2 separate regions of the Drosophila melanogaster genome follow, and region 1 is linked to region 2. The links are chromatin contacts, called in public Hi-C maps. All regions are on one chromosome and are shown on one strand. The core of a region is the stretch at or near the end of the contact, and the rest is flanking DNA. Distances in the headings are between cores, read along the strand shown.

What was found. Hi-C and Micro-C count contacts between places; a contact is called where the count stands out from the background.
Region 1: a Hi-C map of the Kc167 cell line shows a contact between it and region 2, with 5 times the contacts expected there. The contact joins the promoter of CG8034 here to the enhancer-like site in region 2. A contact is called at or near these places in 11 of 107 Hi-C or Micro-C datasets (the Kc167 cell line, the OSC cell line, the S2 cell line and 4 more) and 1 of 6 datasets of contacts at active chromatin or transcription factors (the Kc167 cell line).

The regions. Positions count from the first base shown.
Region 1 is chrX:19,293,561-19,299,730 of dm6, reverse strand. CG8034 reads left to right here and starts at 1,569. Exons shown (of 4, transcript NM_133148.5): 1 at 1,569-2,615. The coding sequence starts at 2,535.
Region 2 is chrX:19,160,198-19,167,260 of dm6, reverse strand. RhoGAP18B (Rho GTPase activating protein at 18B) reads left to right here and starts at 179. Exons shown (of 6, transcript NM_001298497.1): 1 at 179-404; 2 at 2,561-3,110. The coding sequence starts at 2,583. Within about 2 kb of position 5,385, at least 9 of the 39 cell types and tissues checked have an H3K27ac peak or open chromatin away from gene starts, as enhancers often do. A contact at or near this core is called in the Kc167 cell line, the S2 cell line and embryo, where this site is marked.

The DNA of each region.
Region 1 (6,170 bases), core at 320-2,819, 140 kb before region 2:
CTGAACCTTCGCCCTACTAAATCCTCTTTTCATCAGAGATAAACGAAGGCACACATATAAAGCCACCCACTTGTGGGCATCCCACCCACAGAGAGTAGGTGGCGTAATCAACTGAGCAACAAGTGGAAACAGGAAACAGGACTCAGCAGCTGTGCTGCCCATCTAGCCTTTTTATAGCTACAATTTCAATACCATATATGTTGGTGTACGATTTGTTATTATTTAAAATAAAAATTTTTTTTTTAAATATAAGCTCAATAATTCATTTTGGTAATGTCAAGTTTGACCCTAAAATTGTGCGAAATTAGATTTTACACATATTTTTTTGCCAATTATAGAAAACGGGCCTGTTTTCTAGAAACGTTTAAAAAAATTCGAGTTTATTTTGCAAGTCCTAACAAAATAACTCACTGCACGGATGTGTGGCGCCAGGACTGCCTAGTTTGTTCGAGATCGGGTCAATAGACTGTTAGCAGGTGTGTAACCAATAGGGGTGGTTTAGTGGCAACATCGTACAGCAAATCAACAATCTGTTGCCGGCAGTTTCAGCTTCAGGTACTCGCATGCAAATGCCACGTGGTTGTGTGCGGTGTCATTGCCCCACTTCTCAACTATCCCCACAGGAACTCCAGCAATTATCGATTATTTGTCAATCTTTTGGGACACCGCCGTGACCTTAGATATACAGTTTAATATCCTTAATTAAAAATAAATACCAATGTTGGATAAAAATGTACACATGACATACATGATTTGCAAACAAAAAGAACTAACAAACAAAATCCAGATACAATATTTAAAATCTCCTGATCTCATTTACGAGGGCGCACTGTTATCACTCTTTAACAAAGACGCAACAAGTTAACAGAAGAGAAAAGAGTGAGCGAGAGTAAAGAGCGAAGAGCTGAAGAGAGAGCTGGCTCATTTGCGCAACTGCAGCAGCGTCAAAAGGCCAAGTGAAGAACGTAAAGAGGAGAACGAGAGGAGAGGAAGAGCCTGCGAATGCAGCGCAACAACTGCAGACAAAGAACGAATGTAAACAAAGAAGGAAGGCGCATTGTTTGTAGATTTTGGCAAGCGAAGTAAGCGACTTCTCTCACTCCACGTTTTATTTCTCTTTCGATCGGCATTAGAACGCGATCTTGAAATACTGCAACACCGACACACACACACACACACACACACACACACACACACACACACACACACACATGGACATGGGGACTCTCTCTGAATGAAACGACACTGTGGCACAGTGGGCCCAAATGTAACCACTCTACTCCAATTTCATTTGAACCAGTTCCGATTTTCATTGTTTAGTAAGAGATCGGCAGGCTAAATATATCTAGTATCAAAAAACCGATAGTAATTCATAAGTTAATAATAATTAGTAATTCCCACCTTGCAGCCTTCTAATTTTTCGCGTTCTTTACAAAAGTGTGATCAAAAGTTCTAGAAATCTGGATCACCAATACCCATTGCTAGCTAGTTAACCAATTAATTTGGCCCACTGTGCGACGACGGTAACGGCGACTGAGACAGCGGCAGCGACGGGACGGCAAACGGCGACGGCAGTCAGTGTTCAGTATTCAGTATCGATTGAACAGCCGCGCGTAGCTCATCGAAATCGAGGAAGGAAGAGACGCGACGAGAGAGCGAGCAAGACGGACAGGCGACCAGACAGAGACAGCGACAGCAGGGAAAGGGAGACCAAGACGGAGACCGAGAAGGAGACATTGAGCGCCTGCCGCCCCCTCTTTTGTAATAAATAGCGCTGTGCGAAGCGACCACACTACCAAACGGCAAAAGTCCGCTGAGAGCGACGCAACGCAGGCCACAAAGGCCCGCCCCCCTCCCCCCTGCGATAGACACAACAGAACAGGAACAACTATTGCAACAACACTATCACACACACACACACACACACACACACCCGCAGTCAACAACACCCCCCTGAACGAAAGGGAGAACAGTGAAACAGCTGGAACAAGAAACCAGAAAACAAAACAGGCTGACAAAACAAATGTCAAAATTAGCGACTGACCAAAGGGAATTTTAATCAAAAGTTAATACGAAAAAACCAACAAACCACCACGCGTTTCTCCACCAAGTGCCTTAAAAGAAAAAAAAAAAACAGAAAGAACATAACAAACAAACACCGATTCAAATGAATTTAAATAACAAATTCCAATGTGATAAAGCTGAAATAATCGTAAAAACCTAACAAACAAGAGTTCACGTCTGTTCTTTTTTTTCGAATTTTTTTCGTAAGTGTGTTGTCTAAAAATCAAAGAAATGGAAAAATATAATTAGAACATCAGAAACAACAAACCCCACGGAGACGGCGGGCATAAATTAAGAAAATCGAAAAACACAAAGCCACAACGTAAAAAAAGTATCCATAAATCTATATGTGTGCTACACCTCATATATAGAGACCTAAAATAAAACCAAAACAAAAACAAAGCAAATCCAGGAAAAGCAGACAACCGAGGAGAACTCAGCACAGCACAGCACAGCACAACAAAGCAGAAATGGCAAGCAAACAACCCAGAAAAGTGGCGCCCGACGGTGGATGGGGATGGGTCGCTTGCTTTGGCGTTAGTTTGGTCAACGTAAGTTCAAATTTCCAGTTCTTAGTTGCCAGTTCACTGATTAATACTAAATAGATTCACCCAACGACACAACATTCCAATGCCAATTAGCTAATACGTATTGGCCAAGCTTTTATCAAGCAATTCCCTTCGGCCATCTCACTTACTTTCCCCATTTGCACTTAGGATAGGTTAGTTCCAAAAGCCCATGGCATTTCATAGTTGTATATTTTTATATGGCTCGTGGTAAACGTGTTTTCACATCGACGATAAGATTCAAATGAAATATGACGAAACTCAATATGCTTCTGGTCCTACCCGCATTCTCACATGTTTGTACACGGATTTATGATGGCTACCTGTAATATTCGTATGTTTGGTGTAGGGGCGGCATTTAGACCATTTTCATTAATAATAAATCGTCAAATGGACGTGTTTTGGTCAGCAAAAAGGGGAAGAGGTTATTGGAAGGGCGATGTTGGTGTTTATCAAATTTCAAACGCCCTTAAAATCACTGCATATCTGGTCATTAAAATGCTCGCAATACTGAGCTTGTAATAAAACTTAAATGAAATAGACCGTTATTTACTGACTGACACGTTTAGGCCGCTGTGCTTTAAGTCAATAAATCACAGTCTAAATGAGCACTAATACCGTCAGTTTTAGGTTTTTACTAATTAGTAGCATTTTCGAGGAATATTTCGTTTCGAACATATGCATTCTCTTTTATCCTGAACCTGCTTCTATGCATTTATGCATCTGCGCACTGGCATAAAACGCCTCTTTGGCCAACAGCTACAGCTGCAGCTCCCGATTTAAAAAGGGATCTGACAGAGCAGACAGAGAGCCGTGTATGTGGAGTAGAGAAAAAGGAGACCCCGATCATGGCCAAAGAGTTTGCTGTGGATAAATGGGATCGCATCTGGCTGGCGGTCACGCACCCGCCGCGTGATCTCGAAAATGCGTCTCAACGGAGGTGGTTTTTTTTTTTTTTCCACAATTTATGTAGTTGGCTGCGGTGGACTCCTTATATGCCTACGTGCTACATTGTTTCTCATTCATTTAGTTTTATTCTGTGCCCCTTGTTCTTGCTGTTTGCTGTTGCACAAATCTGGCTGTGAAGTGTTGGAGGTGATGGCAGAATAAAGAATCAATTGACACACTTCCTTAGATTTTATATGCACATACATATGTACATATAATGGGTTTTTGAAAAGATTTTTGGAATATTCCCAAAGAAAACACTCACCTTGACACATATTTGTGTGTTTGATGGTGAGATCATCATTAACTGAGCGTCGTGTTTTGCTTCTTTCATTGCATTTGTGATCCAATCGTTTATTTCTTGTATTCCATATGCATTCAAGGAACAAAGAAGTTATATATGTACATATGTATCTATATCAAAACAGACAAATTCACTGAAAGTAAGAATATGAATATTATATATAGAATATTTCACAATCGCGACACATCAATGGCGCTTTACCTGTCGAATGTCCACTATCTATGGGCATGACTCATGGCGAACTTGAAGTAAACGACACGAAATCAGATCATGTCAATTATGTAATGGTCCTGAAATTACCTTCTTTCCATATTAGCGATAACAAAGCGACTTGCTAATTGAGTCGAGACGATGTGCAATTACAAATGCTAATGCTTGTGTGTGGCCAAGCGAAGATCTCGAAATTATTGACAGCAATGGTACCATTTCCCATTCCCAGTTTCAGTCCAAGTCTCCCATGCAATGATTATGCGTGCTCAGTGTGAAGGCAATGATATGAGCATTATAGGTGCTTATATCATCTGGGTGCCGCCGACTCTGAAAATAATCAACGGCACTGATGAGAGGGGGTGGGGGGGTATATGGTTAGGATGTGAGCACACATTGAGTGCCAATGGCTCGGCCATTGAAGCCAAATGCGTTGTGACAAGTTTGTGCGAGGGCGGTTTTAATGGTTTCAATGTCTCAACATTACATACAAAAGCAAGCTAACAAGTAAAGTATCACATATATAAACTGTAAGAAGTAATTTTATCACGACTTGTACTTGTAAAGTGTTAAAACCTCACAATACTTGCACCACAAAATATATCTATATATATCTTGAACACTTTCTTTGTCAAGTTTCAAGTAGGGCCGATCGTTCTTTCTGGTTACTAATCGGCCAACCCACGATGCCCTCTTCCAGTCAATCCCCACCCAACATTTGTTGCAACAAAAGCAAAACACTAGAAGAAAAAAAAATAGCACCCATCAGAAACGCGCCATTTGCAAAACAAATCGAGTGTTTGCCACGGAATTTGCCTTTTGTATTCGGTCGCATTGAATATGTACTTGTGAAGAGAAAGCCCAAACTCATAACACTTTGGGTTGGAGCCTTAGGCTCAAATACAGGCAAAACATGAGAATTCCCAAAAATATTTCGCCATAAATGTGCCGCATCCTTGAAACTTCAATGACATCAGGAGGGCACAGTTCACACGACCTTCCAATAATTTCAAGCAAAAGAAACATATCTTTCTTTGTCTTTAGTCATCTTACAATCAATCGATTAAAACTGGACGTGCAAATGTATCCCATGGAAACAGGCAGATAGATAAGATATTGATGACCCACATGGTCACACGACCAACTTGCCAGAGAGAATTCTACTCCGAAATCTCGAGTAGTTCGCTTGTCCCAGAAATTTGGAGCACTCGTAAAGCTATTTGAGCTTTGGGCACAATAGAATGAGAGGTGCATTTTGGCGAAAACAAAATCGATCATCCTCGAAAGGGGAGCAGGAATATTGGGGTTAGATCGCCTGATATGCCTGATATGCCAATCACTCGGTTATGTGTACGCTTCGATTCGATTATAGGTTAAGTTTGAACGATTACTAATCGCAATCGCGTCTTTTGTTTGTTTTCGCTCAGTTATTGGGTGCCCACTATCTTCGATCAGGCACACGTTTAATCGCTTTTAAATCATTTACGAGGCAAATTAGCACTTGAACCTTATACAACGCGGCAAACCAATTGAAGAGAAATATGTGCACCATAAACCATGCCGTTTTGAAGCTGCTCAAAAACAACATGAGTCTTACTAAAAGCAAAAAAAAAAAAAAAAAAATTAATAAAGAAAAAAACCCTAAAAATATACAGGTGTTGCCAAGCCGCTGGACCCCTGAAAAAAACCTATTTTTCATTTTTCACGCAATCTAGCCGGAAACGTGACCGTAAAACTTTACGAAATTGTTGCTATTCACTGATTTAGGCATACTTTAAGAAATGCTGACAATACGCAATTAATCAGAATGCAACAATTCCCCAGAAAATCCAGTTTATCGTCTGATAATTAGTTATTTGTTTAGTTCATGCGATTCATTCAATAATAATGTTTATTTATGCGTAGTTTCGTACTACTTTTCTATCGCCCGATTAAAACTGAATTTCTGGGGATTAACTAGAAACTTTGGGTACATACATACCATATACATATGTAGACCGTCTAATCCGGGCGTATTGTTTAAATACCTTATCAGGTAGCCAAAGAATATAACACCGCGTCGTCTGTCTGTCTGCAAGGCC
Region 2 (7,063 bases), core at 4,136-6,635:
ATTCACATTCGGTATTGTTTTGCGCCGCTGTTGTTTTGCTTTGGCTTTTCGGTTTTTTTTTTCGGTTTTCGGTTTCTGATTTTTTGTTTATTTGCAGTTGCCGCCGTGTTTTTGGGCTTTGAGTGTGCCACTTGGCCACAGTTAGTCGCTCCGTAGTTTGTGCTCGGTGATTTGGCTTTTAGTCGCCTGTCAACCGCCGTCCCTTTCGATTTGCCCATTCGGTTTCGTTGATTTGCTGTTGATTCTGAGCTGATTTTGAGTTGTTTTAATGTGATGCGATGCATTTAATTGAGGCGCGTACGTGACGTTTGCAGATGCGCTTGCTGTTGCATCTTTGCCACTGCATCAATAGTCGGCTATCAGTGGTCAGCTATTGGAATTGCCAATGCACTTGCTGCTGGCCAGTGAGTAACGCACTCGTAATTGGCTCTGCTGAGATACAAAATCAAGAGCAAACAGTTGCCACACACCTGTGGGTAGAGTTTTGGGATTTCCAAAATAAAAAAAATATCTGAGAAAAGTTGTTTTGCTGATAAAATACATATTAACTAACTGTAACTTTTAAGTCATATTTCAAGTCGTAAACTTGATATAATTTTTTGAAAATTGCTCTGCCTAAATAGGTTTCCGAATAAAAATAGTAAGAAAAGTTCAAGCTAATTTAATATTTTTTCGCACATAGCGATTTTGAAAATAACCTATCGCGTACTTGTTAAGTGCATGAATTATCTGATAGCCAAATATTTGCGACTTAATATATGGTCTTAAAAATTACATTGTATATACATAGCAACACTATCTTTATTTCACTTTAATCGGGGCTGCTCAACAGAAGAAAGCCAGAGCAGTTGCATTATCACTGCTTGAAATGCTCGACACTATTATTTTGACTGCAGCTATGCGTGTTGTGTGACATACACACACACACACACACACACACACATCGCACACACAAATTTTAGCGCGTGATAAGCGACAGCGAAAACAACCATGGCAATAAAAGCAACAACACAACGGTGGGCAGTGATAAACACTCCGCGACAAGTGTGTAAAACATTTAAGCGCACAGTGGAATTGCATCATCTGGCCGCGGATTATTGCCTTATTTGTTTCCGAATGGCTATTTTCGGTGAAAGTTGTGATTGATAAGTTCCCTTTCTGATCATTTTTTTGTTGTTGTTTCGTTGTCCAATTTGTGTCACTATTGTTCTCCATCTGGCATCTGGATACGAGTTTTCGATCTATACAAAATGCCGCACATTGTTGTTTTTCGATTTGCATGCAGACTAGGCGAAGAAAGCTCTCGAAGCGGGGTAAATAAATAAAAAAAAAAAGTTAACACTCATAATGGGCTACAGTGGTCGCTGGAAAAAATCAATATTCCACTGTCAAGTCTGGGGTTCTGAGGTTTTCAAAACATGTTCCGACAAATCAATAAATTAAAATTTCTATAACCATTAATAGCTTACCTAAAACTTGTTTATAACGAAATGTATGTCGTATGTGGGGGATATTAATTTCCATAAATATCAATAATATGTTCGATAGCATAACTAGTATAAAAACATCAAGAACGAGACAAAAAATGAAAGGAATTGTCCACAAATGGTGATTAAAGGGTTTTTTCTTATCCCGCCTGAAGGACCATATGGACGTAACAGGATATAGTTCCGATTTCACAGTATTTTGCCAGCCATAAAATGGATCCACAACCACTGTGCGCCTAGAAGAGCCCCATAAACAAAACAAAAACCGAAAAAGACCAACAAAGTCTGCAAAAAAAAGAAGCAACAGCCAAAGCGGCAAGAAAAACGATTACGCCAACAGCCGCTGCTGCTTCAGTCGACGTCGCAGTCGGCGTCGGCGTTGGCGGTAAGGTAACGGTGGCGCTTGAAGGCGGTAACGCTGCGAAACGATTTAGTTGGCCGCCGCTGCCCGAACGCGTCTCCCGTGTGCTTCAATTCTCAGTTTTCGATACGAATGGTCGCCATGGTCTAGTCCCCATTCCATGCCATTCCATTTCCATTTCCACTGGCCTCGTGTAATTATGATATTTTCCAGGGTGTTACGATTAAAATTATTGATTTGTGTGGCCCCAGAAACACTCCCCCGCGCAGAAAAGTGATAAGAAGTGGACGCGTTGCTCATGCTTTTGGCTTTCTTCCGACGTTTTCACGTTTCGTTTAAGTGCACTGAGCAAAAAAAGTGCAATCTTTGACAAGGCATTTAATATATGTACACTCTTTCACTGGATCCTACACACTTGCTCGTACATGAATATGAAATAAACTGTGACGAGACTTACCTATAAACGATTTGTTCCACTAAAAATGCAAAAAAAAACCTAATTTGTACAAACCCAAAAACGTGACGCCCACAACCAACCCAATTTCTTTTCAGTGAATCCCTCCCACACAACACAAAAACGCCATAAAAACAAAAGAGTTAACAAAACGCAACCATAAACCAATGAGTTTAAAGTGAAAGAGTGAAGAATTAGGAAAGAGCAGAATCGTGCAGATTTCGAGTGTGTGATATCTGTTTTGTTTTTTTTTATTAGTTTTTTTTTGCACAGTGTGATCATGGCCGGCGATACGGAGAACAAAAGGGGCTATCGCACCATATTTCGCAGCATATCCCAGGTGTTCTACGCCAATGCAAAAAACTCGAGTAATACGAACAGCAGCAGCAGTAACAACAACAATAATATCATCAACTACAACAACAACACCATCGAGAACAACAACGAGGGAATCGGCCAACTAACAGTTACGCTCACCAGCATAACACCACCCACAGCCACATGGACGTCGACATCGCCCACAATCTCCACGTGCACAACTGCGTCCGCATCGGCGGGATCATCCACCGCATCCTTGTCGCCACTGGCTAGCAGATCAGCGCGATCGGCGGAGAATATATCCTGCAGCGAGTGTGGAAACCCAGATCCGTATCATGGCCAGGACATGGAGTTGGCAAAAGGTCAAGCCCTGACTCCCGAAGTGCCAGCAGTGCCGGTTCCAGCTGCCAGTGCGGATCAAAACCAGAAGCTAAGGGCCAGTTCCATGCTGGATCTGACCTCCAACCATCGCCATCAGAACGGCTTGAGGGTAAGTCCAATCTCACCTAGAAACATGCATCAATTTGTGGGGAGTAGCAAACGCCTTTCAAAAATGGCATTAACCAGACCCATCCATCAAGACATCCATCAAAGAGGAGAATCAGCCAAGAAAGTCCATCCTAGTTGACTTTAAATCAATCATTAACTTTTAAGCCTATGTGATGTACGAAAACTGATATTTCGTAATTTATTTATTTGATCACTTTGTATGACACATCCAGCTACCTTAGAGAGATCCAAAAATGCTAATCACTGGTAATACCTCTTTAAAAGTCCATATAAATGTGAATGGGGAGGCCCTAATAGAGCCGAGATTGAATTTCCCCGAAAAAGCTGCAACTACTGATCTTCGACTGATAATCCGTGTATCAGCTTTATTTATCGGCGATCCATAGGATTTCCCTGGCCCATGAATTTAAACCCGTTTACGGTCCGTTAGCGGTCTTTCATTGGAGGGTTCGGAATGAAATTTGCATTCCCAGTGAAAGTGAGACCGGAACGGGTTCCGAAAGAGTTCCGTTGGGTCCGAAAGTGAAAATCCATTTTCCACTGGCGCATCTCGGCGTCCTTCAGATCGCTTAGCTTGAAGATCAACTCATTTTGATAACTAATTTGTTTTAATACACGACTTTTCGTATTAATGTGCGTGCAGTAAAGAGTAAAACCTTGCTTGGAAACTGTATCATTAAACTAAGATGACCCACGTGAACAACTGTGAAATCCATAAAAAACCATTGGCCAATTAGCCAATAAATCATACTTGTCATGGGCATATAAGCAAGTTCATTTATATCAAAAACACATCGTGTATATGTATGTACATCAGTGTTTACATTTCCGTTTGTGCGAAGAATGCGATAAAAATATGGACATATGTACATATTTCGTAACCTTAACCTTGTTGATTACATTGCAGCCGTGCTGGGCAAGTTTAGTGACCCATTTTCATGGGATAAAATATATATATAAACGATTTTGTTGCTAAGGGAAAACTGTTTCCTGGCAAACTGGGTGCATATTTTCACATAATTTTACATTATTACATTTACATTTACATTATTTGATAACTACCATAAATCAATGTTAGTAACATCATGGACTTGTGTGAATATCGTTTGGCATGGCGTTTGCAATGGCATAGGGGCTTTCATTGTGCCATCCGAAAAGCGTCTTAACCCCCTAAAACCCCCTTAACCCATGCGGTTTTCTCACTGATGCAATGGCAAAATGCATTGCGCATGGTCTTATTTCGAGCTTTTGTCTGTTTCGTTTTCCGTTGCGTGTTTTGCCATTCGCCTTTGCCTACTTTATCATCTTTTAGTCCATCTTCGTTTTCGTTTTCGTTTTCATTTCCATTGTGCCGCTCAACTTGGCGACTAATTGCGAGTGCAGCTGCGCATGCGTGTTGCGCGCGACTTGGCAGCGATTCGGGCGCGTTTTCCCAGCGATTTTTGCATTGCGAAATGGGGAAAGAAATGAAACCAGGAAAAATAGAATATAACCATTATAAGCTGGGTCTCATTAGCAAGCAATTGTCAAGCGAATTTCTCTGATGCGAATGAGGGAACATAAAAGACATGCACCGGGAGAAAATACGTGTTATTTCTTTATCGCATTAAATATTTTTTAAGTTACTCAAGTAGCTAGATTAGCTAGATGGAGTCACTAGTATGTCGAGTTCTCGCATGTATCTATCTTTTGTCTTAGAAATATATTGCTGCATACTTTCAGACACCGAATGCATCTTATGTAACGAAATTTTGCTATGTGTAAATTGTAATGCCTAATAACAACTGAATGCCTTTTGTTTTTTGCTGTGCAGAGGCTTATCACTTGGTTCGTCTGACTGACGAGTGCAACAATTTTGTCATCAGTCAACAACGGGCACAAATACACGTACCCAGTCGGTCACATAGATACTCTGCGTGCATTATTTCCATTTGGCTTTATTTATGCATTTCATTTTCTCGCTCTGATTTGCCCCGCACTTTTGCCTCGAAATTTCTCTTTTAATTTAATTTTTTTTTTCTTTGTTAATGCAGCGCCAAGTAGAATTGTCGTCGTCTGATTGACACTTGAGCTGACATTCTCATTTCAATTCGAATTCGTACTCGTTTACGTATTCCGATTCCAATTCCAATTTCAGCTTCCGTTATCTCCCTGCCCCCCCCCCCCCCTCTCGCGTGCGTCATTGAATTCTCACAATTTGTATCTCAGAGGTTTTTATCTCAAATTGTGAGTCTATGAGTCAAGTTTCGGGGGCCCTTCGGCAGTGTGTTACTGATAGGAAAGTCTGGAGATGAGCTATATAGAAGCGGGCTCATTCCCTAAATTGGTGTTACTTACATATAAGTAGGATTGATCGAAAACAAAATTATATAGGAAACAACAATTTTCATTTACTTATTCAAGCTTCTGTTCCTGTCAACACGAACGTTTGCAAAATGCATAAATACACGTTTCGAAAACTAATATCTTTCAGTTCAATTCTTTGACCAAGCAATTGATAGGGAAATATGGTTAAAATCGGGAATAGTTTACACAGTAATGCAACGGTTTCTCAAAATTTACAAGGTTCTGTGTGTGTGTAAGGTTTATTGCGTTTTTAAAAAACAAAACTAATTTCATAATATTGAACAGGCCCTCTCTAATTCACACTTTTCTCATTAGCCACACAATCGTTTAAATGCTATTAATTAAGAGGCGTAAAGCACTTACAAATGCAGTGCATATTTATTGCATACTTCACACCATTTTACGCAAATTGTTTTTCCATTTTATCAATTATTGACTAATTCATCGGATTAGATTTCATGCTTGAATGGTATAAAACATCGAATGAGTCACAGGCGATGGTCAATAAAAAGTACCAATTAAGGCAGTTTTTTTGTATTTTTATTATTTTACCAGCAGCTCTTTACTTTACTTTTGAGGCGTTGACAAAAGCTGCTGGCTTCGGTCACCCAGCACACACACACACACACACACTTACACACAGCCACTCCCCACTCCCCTCTTTTCAACTCGATCTATCTGTTGCTGCTGCTGTCGCGCTTAATAAAATTCATTAAAAAAGGAGAAGACCGCCGTCCAACAATAATAATCATAAAGTGAACTCAGTGGAGAGGGGGGTGAAGAGGATGCATGTATTGGGGGAGGGGGAGTAAACACCAATACAGCCACATGCAACATTCAACGCAGAAATAGAGTTGCCATTCCAACTATTTAATTGCTAGTCAAGAAATAGCATTTTTTTTTAATCTTTTGCAAATTATTTGAGAATGAAGTTTTCTGCATTTTCAGAAACCAACTGAAAATATTAAAAATTAAAATTATTATTAAAATACACTTTATTTATGCACACTATTAGATATTATTATACATTTAGGATATACTACACATTTAAGATTAGATAAAATTGTATAGAATCTCTCCGCTTATCATAACTGCATATTGAGGCTTATTATATACACATTGAAATATTGAAATGCACTTGTTACTCGAATCCATCGGGTTTTTACTGTCGGATCTCGACAACACTGAGTTGCAGTCGCTGCCAACTCATTACCGACGGAAACATAATGCTGCCAAAGACGCGAGTCTGGTTCTGGACAGGGATGTGGATGTGGATGTGAGTGGGGACGGGGCTGTGGATTTGGTTGGGACATGGACGGGACTTGGACAGGGCCATCAGCCATCAACCATCATCCACGGGCCATGAGCCGTGGGCCACCCCTTTTAATTCTTCGTTTGTTTTTTTTTTTCGGGAAAAGAAGGCGGCCGAGGAACCCGCAGAAAAGCCAAACCAAATATGAGTCGGGGCAAAAAAAAAAAAAAAAGATGGAAACTGAAAGCGAAAACATGAGAAATATGTTCTTCAGGAATTAATTTACCAAGCACTGCGAATGTTAAATGCCCTACTCCGAGATATAATTCATAATT